Regions from separate parts of the Mus musculus genome. Here region 2 is linked to region 1. A link is a contact called in public promoter capture Hi-C data. All regions are on one chromosome and are shown on one strand. The core of a region is the stretch at or near the end of the contact, and the rest is flanking DNA. Distances in the headings are between cores, read along the strand shown.

The links. Promoter capture Hi-C pulls out the DNA fragments that hold promoters and counts their contacts.
Region 2: a contact with region 1 is called in a promoter capture Hi-C map of the HPC-7 cell line, with 3 times the contacts expected there. The contact joins the enhancer-like site here to the promoter of Cibar1 in region 1. A contact is called at or near these places in 9 of 39 promoter capture datasets (the 3T3-L1 cell line, 3T3-L1-derived adipocytes, the C10 cell line and 3 more), 1 of 15 datasets of contacts at CTCF or cohesin (the NIH/3T3 cell line), 3 of 484 Hi-C or Micro-C datasets (the C10 cell line, embryonic fibroblasts and nephron progenitors), 1 of 115 datasets of contacts at active chromatin or transcription factors (cardiomyocytes) and 2 of 9 other capture datasets (adipose tissue and pancreatic islet).

What each region holds. Positions count from the first base shown.
Region 1 is chr4:12,169,846-12,176,056 of GRCm38.p6, forward strand. It overlaps Cibar1 (CBY1 interacting BAR domain containing 1), which reads right to left and starts at 2,170. Exons shown (of 9, transcript NM_026558.5): 1 at 1,853-2,170; 2 at 1,139-1,373. The coding sequence starts at 2,085. It overlaps Gm46846 (a long non-coding RNA gene), which reads left to right and starts at 4,188. Exons shown (of 2, transcript XR_001784247.2): 1 at 4,188-6,211.
Region 2 is chr4:11,927,353-11,933,094 of GRCm38.p6, forward strand. No RefSeq gene overlaps it. Among named protein-coding and RNA genes, the nearest start is that of Pdp1, 36 kb to the right of the region's middle. Within about 2 kb of position 2,204, at least 15 of the 459 cell types and tissues checked have an H3K27ac peak or open chromatin away from gene starts, as enhancers often do. A contact at or near this core is called in the HPC-7 cell line, where this site is marked.

The DNA of each region.
Region 1 (6,211 bases), core at 920-3,419:
ATCAATGTTATGACTCCTCGGGCCAGTCTAATGTCCACCAGCTCTACTACCACACACTGTGAGGTCTATCCGTGTCTGTCCTAACAGCTTCCCTTGTCTTTCCCTTGCCTACCTTTGCCATGTTCATTAGCATCTCCACCATTTGGTAAGCAGGGAAACAGAGCAGAGCAAACGCAAATCAATCCACTTTGCTATTTGATAACTAGCATAAAATTTTTCTAGAAAGGGGAACTTATTGGTAAAATAGGACTTTAGGATTATCTGTGAATAAAAACTATTTCTGAAACATTACATCTCCAGTTACCATGTATAACTGAGTATTTCTTGTTATAGAAGAAATGTATGCCAAGAACTCAACATTTTTCTTATAGTTATCCCCAGGGGATTAGTATTCGAGTTTTATATACATGATGATGATAACTTCATAGATTATTTCTCTTTTTAATTTTCAGTAAGTGAAAATTTGTTTTAGGCTTTAAGCATAAGAAAGATCAATGGGGCTTGTTACAAAAGTAAAAAAAAAAGCAATGGAATTTGAACGAGCCAACTATGTTAACTGGTACCTATAAGAAGTAAGTGAAAACGCTTATGCAGTATTAAGAAAAGACTGTATTTTAGAAAGATCTCCCAAGAGCAAAGCTCTGGTCACTCAAAGCAAACACACAGCCAGCCTCTCAGCTGTATCACTTGTGTTATAAATCATAGCTTTCCGATTTCGTTCGACTTTCAAACCATGGGAAAATCAGCAACGTGTAGCCCATTTATTAGTACTTTGTGATTTTGTCATTTTCAGCATTTCCATTTCTAGTCATTCTTTAAAACGCACTTGGCCCACACAGGCCATACAGGTGCTTTTCTTCTGCACGACTGCTATATAGGTTACCTTTTCTGGATGCATGTTCCCTGTTACCCTGTTGGCAAATGCAGTGGTAAACTCAGACTTCAACCACACCTGACGTTTAGTTTGAAAGCTATCAGGTCACAGAAAGGTTCCATATAGCGAACCCACACTGTTACAGACAGGAAAGGCATTTATCAAGGGTACATTCACCACTGCTGGGTAGGTTACAACGAAAAGTCCACAATTTTTACACACTTTGTAGGAATTTGGCTATGACACCAGAACCTCACTTCATACCTCTGCCTGGCGATAATCTTGAAGTTTGGCAAACTCATCAGCAAAGTCTTTCAGACCCTGCTTTAAATTTGGTGTCTCGGTAGAGGCATACAGGTTGATTTCGTTCACTAGGAGGTCGGCTTTGTCTCGAAGCCTGGCAGTTTTCCGTACATAAGCAGCAAAGATTTGGCAAAGCTCTCCAAAATGCTTCTCCACATTTGTGACAGCATCCTGCAGTTGTTTTGTTTGAGCATCTCTAGAAAAAGGAGACACAGAACACTGTTCTTAAAACAGTAAGAAGGTGCCCCGTTAATTTTACGTGCAAACATTCCCGGGCCTCCCTAAAGCCCTGAAGGGCAACATTCCCAACTCTTCCAGAGGCCCGCGCCTTCTCTAGGACCTCACGCAGGCTCTGGTCCTGCCTAGAACCTTGCAGGCCCGGGAAAGGGCCCGGGCCTGGTGGGCCGAGAAGGGGCGGCGCTGCTGCGGCCTGGGCACCTGCGGCCTCCCGGGCTCTGTACCGCGGCAGGGCCCGGCCCAGCTCAGGGGGACCGATCGGCCGGGAGACTCTCTCGGCCCGGCACTCGCCTCATCCGGGTGGACGGACTGCAGAGCGCCACGGGGACCGTGCGGCCTCCTCCCGCCCCAACCGGCTTCCAGGCCCTCGGCCCGGCTCCTCTCTCCCACCCGGCCCTTTCCTTCGGGCAGCCTGCACGACGAGGCCCCGGCGGTTACCGCTCATCCAGATTGCGCCTCAACATCTTGCCTTTCCCGCCGCCCGGGACCCAGGATGGGAGCCCAACGAGCGCGGCTCCGGGCCGCCAGGGCGCGCGGGAGCAGGCGACGCCGCCACTTCTACCGGGAGCTGAGAGCGCGCAGTGCGCGCCGCCCCGCCTGCCCGGCGTTTCCGTGGCGACGCGGCGCGCGCCCCGGCGGTCAAGAGCAGGGCAAGGGAGACCAGAGGGCATGGGGCAGAGGGAACACCAAGCATCCTCCTTCAGCTCCTGCAGCTCTCTAGCCCTCCCAGGCTTCTGGGAGCGAAGGAGGAAAACCAACCCACCAGCAACCGGAAGGGGTACAGGAAAATAAAGGTGAACGGGGTTCAGACTTAATGCGAAGCTTGTCCCTGTGCTTCTCTGTTGAATGAGACAACGTGTGGGCTCGTGGAAGCTGCCTTTGGAAAAGAACCGCTCTATAAGTTAGATTTCTATAGCTGTGATGAGACCCCGACAAAAATCAAGTTGAGGAGGAAAGGATTTCTTTGGCTGACATATCCCAAGTCACAGTTCTTTAAGGAACTCAGGGCAGGAACCTGGAGGCAGGAATTGAAGCAGAGGCCATGTAGCAACACTGCTGGCTGGCCTATTTGATTGACTTTCTTATATACCCCAGGACCTCTTGCACAGGGGCAATACTGTCTACCCTTCCATGTCAATCATCAATCAAGAAAACAGCCTACAGGTCAATCTGATAGGGACATTTTCTGAATGTTCCCTCTTCTCGGGTAACTCTAACTTTGGTCAAATTAACCAAACAGAAACAAACAAACAACAATAACAACAATAAAAATAAGAACAGTAACAACAAAACAGAAACAGAAAAAAAAGCACACCAGTGCTTACTCCCTCATCTTTACTGGTCTTTAATGCCATCTGTTCCCCCTCTTGCAGGTAACTGAGTTTCTACTTTGTGAAAAAGATTGTTAGACCCAGTCGAGGTATGGGCCTGAATGAAGGTTCCCCAATTGGAAGAGTCACAGATAACCCAGAGCCTTCCTCTAGCTTCTGAGAGGGAGTCTTCTCTTCCGAGTGAACTTGGGGTCCAACTTCAAGCTTTGTCTACTTCTCAAATGCCCATAATTTCTGAGAATAAAGTCTTTGCTCTTACAGTGCTCACAGCCTTGGTGGAATGATAAAGCTAGCCAAACAGTCAAACACATATAACACAGCCCAGAAATGTGCTACCGTGTCAGGTTTCGTTGTATAAACAAATTATAAGGCCTAGTGGCTTCCACAACTCCACTAGTCAGTTTAGGATTCTGTAAACGACACAGATGGTTCTTCTTTGGTTCTGTTCAGCTAGGTTCTTTCCTGCCTTTCCAGGTGGCGAGTCTGTTACTAGCAGTATAATTTCACTAAATGCTATGGTGCTGAGCAAATAAGTTCTGCAATTGGGAGGTAGGGAGCCAGATGTGTCCAACCCCACCCCCTAAAAGCTCATCTTAAGACCAGTAGGAGTAAGAATTGCTCCCTCCTTGTTCTGGGCCTGCATGCCATGGTAGTGCATGTATCCTTGTGACCCACACCTCTACCACCATTGAGGTAGTCACATAGCCTGGTGGCTACATTACAGGCTTAAGCACCTGGAATTCCTCTTCATGCAGATGAAGCATTCCCAGTACCTCAGTACCAACCAATAATGTACACTCACCCTGAAAAATACCTACCCACTACCCAAGGTTTATATAGCCCTTATTTTCCTCAAATAAAGAGAGCTGTAACTCTGGAAAAACGTCCAGCCAACAGAGTTCCTGCAGACCCAGGACCCACCCTGTCTGGTGATTCTTCATTTTTTCCAATCCAGCCTAGTGCAAAACAGTGCCTGAGTACCCTGAAGGCTGAAGCAGAACTGGCCAATTTGAATATGGTTTGAGTGTTCTCAAAGAGTACATGACGCAGAGGCTTGGTTTGCTCTTTAATGTATGGTGAGAGGTGTGGACATTTAGAGAGCAGCCTAAAAGCCATGGAGACTACCGCTCTTGGAAGGGATTAAGGTGTGTGTGGTTGTTTGTTTGTTTGTTTGTTTGTTTTTTTGAGTCTCTTATTATTAGTTTCTGGAAAGGTTATAGACCAGAGTCTTACCCCACCTGGATGTGACTTTTTCCATCTATACCTGTTGCTACCATCATGACCAAATCCACTATATGAAGTCTATCAGAGCAGAGCTACTAGCCAGAATTGTGAACCAAATCAACATGTATTTGTATACACTTGTCAGCCTGAAGTATTTTTGAAAGATTTATTTATTTATTTATTTATTTATTTATTTATTATGTTTATGTGAATGCCTCTTGAGTTTATATGCACCTTGTGTGCACAGGAAGGCCAGAGAAAGGTTTCCCTGGAACTGGAGTTGCAGGCTGTTGTGAGCCACCATGTCGGTTCTGGGAATGAAACGAACATCTGCACGAGCAATAAGCCCTCATAACTTCTGATCCACTGCTTCAGCCCACTAGCCACAGGTATTTTATGATGATAATATAAAGTAGACAGATACAGGTGGCCTAACATGCCATGCATGCAGCAGGGAACCTGTCAGCTGAGGCAACATGCCTTTTATTTTCCACCAGGTCAGCCTGGATTCTTCAGATAGCTTCTTTCTAAACTGGCCAGCAAGACATGGCAAGTCCCATTGTACACATGCTTTTAAAGTGTCTGCCTAATTATCATGGATTCCTAGGTACTATTGGTTGATACAAGTTACATGGTCCACATTAAAATTGCACACTAATTATCACGGGCCCAGGGAGTGGTTGCTTCTGTTTGTTATTCCATGTATCAGTTGGACCTTCATGGCACCAAGAGAACATGTGCTTACAACAGAGCTTCGGTTTGACCTCACTGAAGAAGTTCAGTGAAGAGGAAGCATTTCAACTAAGACCAGAAGAATGAGAAGGGGTTAACTAGAAGAAAGGGGGATTAAAATTAGGCCAATGAGAGGGACAGCATAGGCAAATTGTCTCCTTCTTTCCCAAGACAGCTCTTTTCTCCCTCTAAAATTGCATATCTTGTATCTGTATGGATGTGACTCCTGTCAATAATAAATTTGATGGCCAATGGCCTAGGCAGGAAATAGGAGGTGGGACATCAGGGAGGCAGAAAGGACTCTGGGAGAGTGCCAGGTAGGAGGTTTGCTAGGGAAGATGTGATTAGATGAATGCATGGTACCTAAGCATAGGAAGCCAGCCAGATTTACTATGTTAGATGAGCTGAAGTCATCAATGAATACATGAATGAGTGAAAACCCCATGGCTGAGAGTTTTCTTGTGTGTGAGGAAGTAGGAGTGGAGGTGGTTGTGGAATTTGATGAGGGGATGGGTAGGAGAGGTCCTGCAGAACATTTTGGCTAATACTAATGAATTTTGACTTTGGTCCTTGTATGAGTCATGGTTCTCCCGAGGAAAAGAACCAACAGGTTGTGTATGTGTATAGTACAATATATAAATTCATTATAAGGAAATGATCCAAGTGATTATAAGGGCCAAGTGACCTCAAGATCTGCAGCTTAGAGGCAACACGGGATAACCAGCATGGAACAACAGTTCAAGTGTAAGAGCTAGAAAAGCTGATGCTGCGAATATCTCTATGGAAGCTAGAGGTCTAATCCTCAAAAGTGTGTTTCAGTCCTAGTCTGAGTGTCAGCTCACACCAGATGGCAGGCTCTAACCTATTCAGATCTCTGATTAGTGGAAGAGGGTTTATTTTAGTTAGAGTTTTACTTCTGTGAAGAGACACCATGACTAAGGCAACTCTTATAAGGACACTATTTAATTGGGGTTGTCTTTGAGGTTCAGTCCATTATCAAGGTGGGAGTATGGCAGTGTCCAGGCTGGCATAACACTGGAGGAGTTCTACATCTTCATCTGAAAGCCACTGGGAGAAGACTGGCTCCTAGGTGCTTAGGAGGAGGGTCTCATTGCCTACCCACACGGTGATATACTTCCTCCAACAAGGCCACACCCACTCCAACTAGGTCACACTTCCTAAAAGTGACACTCCCAGGGCCAAGCATATTCAAACCACCACAGTTCACTCCCTGGCCCCCATAGGCTTGTTCAAACACATGTGTCTATGGGGGCCATACCTAGCCATAGCATATTAAAAAATAAGTTTTGTCCAATTTTCAACGTCTCTATAGTCTATAGCAGTCTCAACAATGTTAAAAGTTCAAAGTTCAATGTCTCTTCTGAGATTTGTCCAATCACTTAACTTTAACCCCCAAAGCAAGACAGGAAATCATCTGGGCAAACTCTGAACTCTGCATCTCCACGTCTGATGTCAAAGCAGTCTTCAGATCTCCAGCTCCTTTTCCATC
Region 2 (5,742 bases), core at 954-3,453, 240 kb before region 1:
AGTAGAAAATGGGCAACCACAGCACTTTCCTTTCCCTTGTCCCTTGTACACCTTGCTCTACGTAAAGTGAGAGGATATCAAAACATAACTGAGAAAGGACATGCAGGGGGCATATCATAGGCTAGGAAATGTGCTAGGCTAACTAGAAAAATGCTAGAGAAATGCATGCTGGAAGCTGTCATCTGTTCCAGCTGACTCTCTCGGGGTATCAGAGAGCAAGTAGTAGAGAGAGATCCAACCTGCCTTAGCCCAGGAGAGCTGCTCTAGGTAAATGATGGTTGTGTTGGTGTGTATATGCTCAGTCCAGGGAGTGGCACTATTAGAAGGTGTTGTCCTGTTGAGGTAGGTGTGTCCTTGTTGGAGTACATGTGTCACTGTGTGTATGGGCTTTAAGACCCTCATCCTAGCTCCCTGAAAGTCAGTCTTCCACTAGCAGCCTTCAGATGAAGATGTAGACCTCTCAGCTCCTCCTGCACCATACTTGCCTAGACGCTGCCATGTTCCCACCTTGATGATACTGGACTGAACCTCTGAACCTGCCAGCCCCAATTAAATGTTGTCCTTTGTAAGTCTTGCCTTAGTCATGGTATCTCTTCACAGCAGTAAAACCCTAAGGCAATGGTAATGCAAGCCACTGTACTGACCCCTTTGACACTGGAGGAGCTAAAAGGAGTTCTGATGTCTCTTTTTAGTTTGGCCTTCTGAAGCCTTTAAGTCCATATACATAACTTAGAGGGGTCTTTGTGCAGTGTATTTACATTATATATACTCCTAACAGTTTAATCAGTTGGAAGTGGTCACAGTTATCAAATTAGCTATCATAATATCACATGCTTATGTTCAATTAATGCTTATTTTATTTAATAATGGCCCCAAAGTGCAATATGATATAAAGGAGTCACCAGTGTATAAGACAAGGACAGATAGACTGTCTCTGACACTGTAGGATAGACTGGAAAGACGTTGTAGTTTGGCACTACCTCAGATATTCAGCTTGCACTATGAGTCACGGAGTATCCTCTGAGGACAAGGAAGGAGTGCCACATGGCTGCACCTGGTGAAAATAAACAAGGTATAAAGGTGATTTGGCTATGATAGCTGTCATCCCATTAGGCAGGTGATGTAGCTAATCTGACTGGCTAGGCATATGTTCCCTTCTTCCATGTTCCCAGACCATGTGTGTGTTTCCTGACAAGCTGTACATATGCTTGCAGAGAAAAACCTTTCTCAATAGAAGATCCATCTTGGGTCAAGGATCTATGAGAGGCTCAATCCCTTGCTAGAACCTCCAAACAAAGTTTGGAAGTCTATTTGTAGGAGAATACAGTCAAGTTTTCAGGATTCTAAATACGTCTAAATCATTGGCTACATCCAGCAGTCTGTCTTTCTTTGAGAAAGTAAAATAAATACTCAAAATGTTCTAAGTATGACCATGTTCCTGCCCCAGTCTTCATATTATTTCTAAAAACTATTTTTCATATGAACAATAACCAGACACAGTCAGGAACCACATAGAAAGAGCAGATACCAGGAAAAGGCATCACTACTGAAACTCTCATGTGCAAACTATACACCTCTGCTTACTGTGTAACATAAATGAAACATAGGCTTAATAGTTTTAACAGGGATCTGGGGTCTGTATATTAAAAGGTAACAGCAGAATTGAAACAGAGCTAAATCGGAATCCTACTATTTGAAAAAACGCAACAATCCCAGCACTTGGGAGGCTGGCATAACCTTGAACCATGAGCTCAAGGCCATCCTGGGCTACACTGTGACACCCTGTCTCAAAATATTGTAACAGCCAGGCTGTGGGTGCAGTCATAGTATAGCTACAGGATGCCTTTTTTATGCTTAGCAGGCTTGAGATGATTGAGTTTAATCCTTACATCTTTCAAAAGTTAATAGCCAAGCCTAAGATTTTAATTCTAAGTTACACATGGCTGAAGGGAAGATTGGAAAACCAAAAGATGAGAGACAACAAACTATTAGAATGTAACACAGAAAAACAGCAATAATGGAAAATACAAAGAAAATTAAGAGATCCGGATGGACCCAAGGAGAAGGTCTAAAAGATTGGTTGAAATATCAAAAGAAAGGGAGTCTGGGGCAGAAGCAATAGCCAAGGAAACAGTGGCATATGATCCAGTCTCCATATGAGTCACCCTCAGTTCTGGTCTCAGGTCATTTCAGGAGTCAGCCCAGCCAGAGCACCTAGAGGTCCTCTAGGGGGCAATGTTGCCTAGTCCAGGTGCAACCAGAGCTTGGCAGAGCTGAAAATGTCCAAATGCTCTTTGTGGATGAAAGACAAGGCAGTTAGCCTTGAGAGGAAACGACCAAGTTCCAACCTGACAGTAAGAGAGGAAGAGAGACGGAGATATAGAATGACTCTTAAGCACAGAAACAGGCTGCCCTGTGTCCGGAGCACAGAGGCCAAGGTGATCACAAGACTGCAAGAAGCAGGCACTAGGATATCAAGAACCTCTGAGCCACAGGGACATTAAAGCCTCGATCTTGGGGCTGTGGAGGCCATTATTAAGTTATAAGCGGAGTGGGGGATATGATTGGACATATATTTTGGAAGAACTGCAGGGGTAGAGCTGGAGAACTGACTGAAGAGGGGAGTGTGGTGACCAAGCATGCCGTGGAGCCGTTATAAGCCACGTTGATGGAAGCTGAAGATAACCTGTGCTAAGTAAGCCAGGTATAGACCAAACAGCAATGCTTGATATGGGCACTCTCATAGGTATTCTTATGTTTGACTCATTGGTTCAAATTGGGAAGCATAGTGTTTGTGGTTATTAGAAACAGTATGTTTTTGTATTTTTTCAATTTCTTTTTAAATGTGTTTATCTTTTAAACTTACCAATAATTAACATAGCTTTAGGAATAAGGGAAAATCAATTAAAATATTTCAACTTAGACAAAAATCTCAAAAGAACATCAGGAATGTAAATTATTCAATTCGCATGCTCTACCCACTACAAAATATAGTTTAAAAGTAATATGGACTGTTTAACTCTTTGGCACAGGAAAGACACATTTTAAATTCATTAGAACGGATTTGAATATTCAAATTGCAGAGTGCTCATACGGACCTTTATCCTGAGACTCTGCCTCATTTCCAGCGGGTCCTTCACGAGCACAACAAACAATTCATTTAAGGCAGTTCAAAAAGGGAAAGTGGAAGACTTTGGTCTGCAAGCAGAGAAGGGTCTCGTTTCTGCCCGTGGTTTCTGGCTTTGCCCGTCACTCCTCACCATATAAGGCATTTGTGTTGTCTCTCTTGCACTGATGATCCCTGGTGTCCTGATATGTTGGCCCAACAGCATAGCTCCTTCCATGGAAAAAAGCACTGAAGCAAGTCCTCCGTGAGAGGCTCGCTCCCCATTGCTTCTGCCCAACTCTTGATGCCCAGAGCTGTCACTTAGAGCTGCCTTTCTCCTGCCACTTTGGGGATGTTGTGCAAAAGAGGGACTCATCATCCTGTCTTCTTAAGACCAGTCTTTGTCCCAGGCCTGTCAACAATGCCAAGGCTGAGGTACTGTCCTTTTCACCCACCAGGAAAACCTTCTACACTATCTTTCCAAGTGGAAAGGGCATATCACATCTGCTTTTCCCAATAGGTCTGGGTTGTCTGTCACAGATCTTTAGACTTTGGAGAAACCAAAGCCTGTCAAAGACACTGACACAAACATCTTAGTGGGTGAGGTGGAGAGATCAGGTCCACTCTTTCCTGATGAGCTCCAGACCCTCAGACCCATCAGAGGCTCTGCTAAAAATTGGAGGGTAGCATAAAAGATAAGAGATTATCTGAAAAAAATCTGGGACAATTAGGAAAAAAGATATTCTCCTACATAACTCAGGAGCAAAATAGTTTATAAGGCAGTAAAACACTCAGGTACTAAATCTGTGACACCACAGAAAAATAAATGGGGCAAAGTGCTTTTGTTTTTAAATATGAAGAGGCTCAAAGAAGTGAAATATTTAGCTCAAATAGAACTCTGCCATGACAACTAAAGGAAAGCTCAGTTAACAAGTTAAAAGCGAAAGCACAAATTGGCTCAGACATATTTCTTTGCTGTAAAAAGGATAGGATGACCACAAGCAACAACAGATGCGTGAGCGTACAGACATGGGTAACTGCAACCCAGAAGTGAGGAGGAAACGCGGGGGTTACCCTGAGGGACATTCAATTTAGGCCCCTAGAACTGAGTATGCTTACACTGTCGGTGTTCATTTCTAGTACTTAGGAAACCCGCACATTGACTCTAAAATCAGCAAGGGCCAAGAACAGCCAAGGCAGTGTGAATGAGAACAAGAGCTGAAGTTGCCAAACACCAAGTCCTAAGAGGCTGTAGTAGCTAAGATATGTGGTATTTCTACAGGGTTGAAGGTATAAGAGAGGGTGTCCCTTAGTGTTTGTAGGGGACACACCAGACACTAAGTTCGCAGCACAAAGAAGATTTCTTACCTCAGAAGGGTAAGTGGGACTTGGGGGTGGGGAGAGGCTGCCTCTGGATTGCAGATAGCAAGCAGCAGGTGGTGTTCTTGTTCTTGTTCTTGTTTTTGTTTTTGTTTTTTTCCAGTAGTGGGTTTTTAAAGAGAAAACTGGGGAGTCTGTGCTAGGGTGAGATGCTAAGTCCTAATTGGACAAGTTAAGTGCTGTAGCCAAATAATGAATTTTGATTTAGTCTCAGGAATAAGTCAGTAGTCAAATAAGGGAAACGGACCTTGGGGATAGCTTTAGAAATATAACCAGATTGTTTTTAATAAGGGAGAGAGAAGAAGAAAGGGCAAAGCCTGTCGGGGCCATGTTTGTCATCCTTGGGCCTTTTTGTGCCCTTCAAAAGCAATGAACCAACGTGGAAGGATGAGGTTCAGAGACAGACCCACACACAAACAGGCTCAAGATGCAAAACTATTCTACAGTTTGCAGAGGATAAAGGAGAATCTTTAATAAGTAGTTCTGGGCCAACTGGATATCTCCTGGTAGGAAATGTGCCTGGAGCCTTATCTCGAATCAGCAGCAGTGATGCGTTCCAGATGCATGGCAGATCTACATGCATCAAAGAGCAGAGCTTGGAAAGATGGCATGGATGCTTTCATGGGATCAGAAACTGCCTCACCAAAGAGAGTCAAAGGTTATTTGCCATAAAAGAAAACGTAGAAAATGCATACTTGTCTAAAGCAAGTACTGTTGTTCACCAAAAGCTACGATTAACAGATGAAAGGGCAGAGAAGACTCACATCTAAGTTTAAAAAGAATCCTGCAGAGTACATAGAGCTCAGATGAGCAGATGAACACAGGAGGAAAAGATTTAAGATGCTTCTCCAAAGAGAACACCTGAATGCTTGACAAATATGCAGGAAGGCACTCACTTTGTAAGCCTGAGAGTTCAATAACCAATTCAAGGTCAGGGGGAGAGTATATGGTGGAGCCCAGACTTGAACCAGTGTGTGTCTTAAGGGTATGTTAGTCCAATAACATTAGTAATTTAATGCCCTCTGTCTTCCTGTCTTACCTGGCCTGTCTTTATCTTTCTGCATTACCAGGAACAGTCCTACCAGGTTTCAAAGACCAGATCAGTTTGCATCACTGTGAAGTCTGTCTGCTCTAAGACTTGGGTGGGCCTCTTTCCAGTGTCCAGGGCTTCCAATAAGGATCCCAAACTGAGCCTGCCTATACTGACACAGCAGATTCTGTAAATGATGGAGATAGCAAAGAGTGGGGGAGCACAC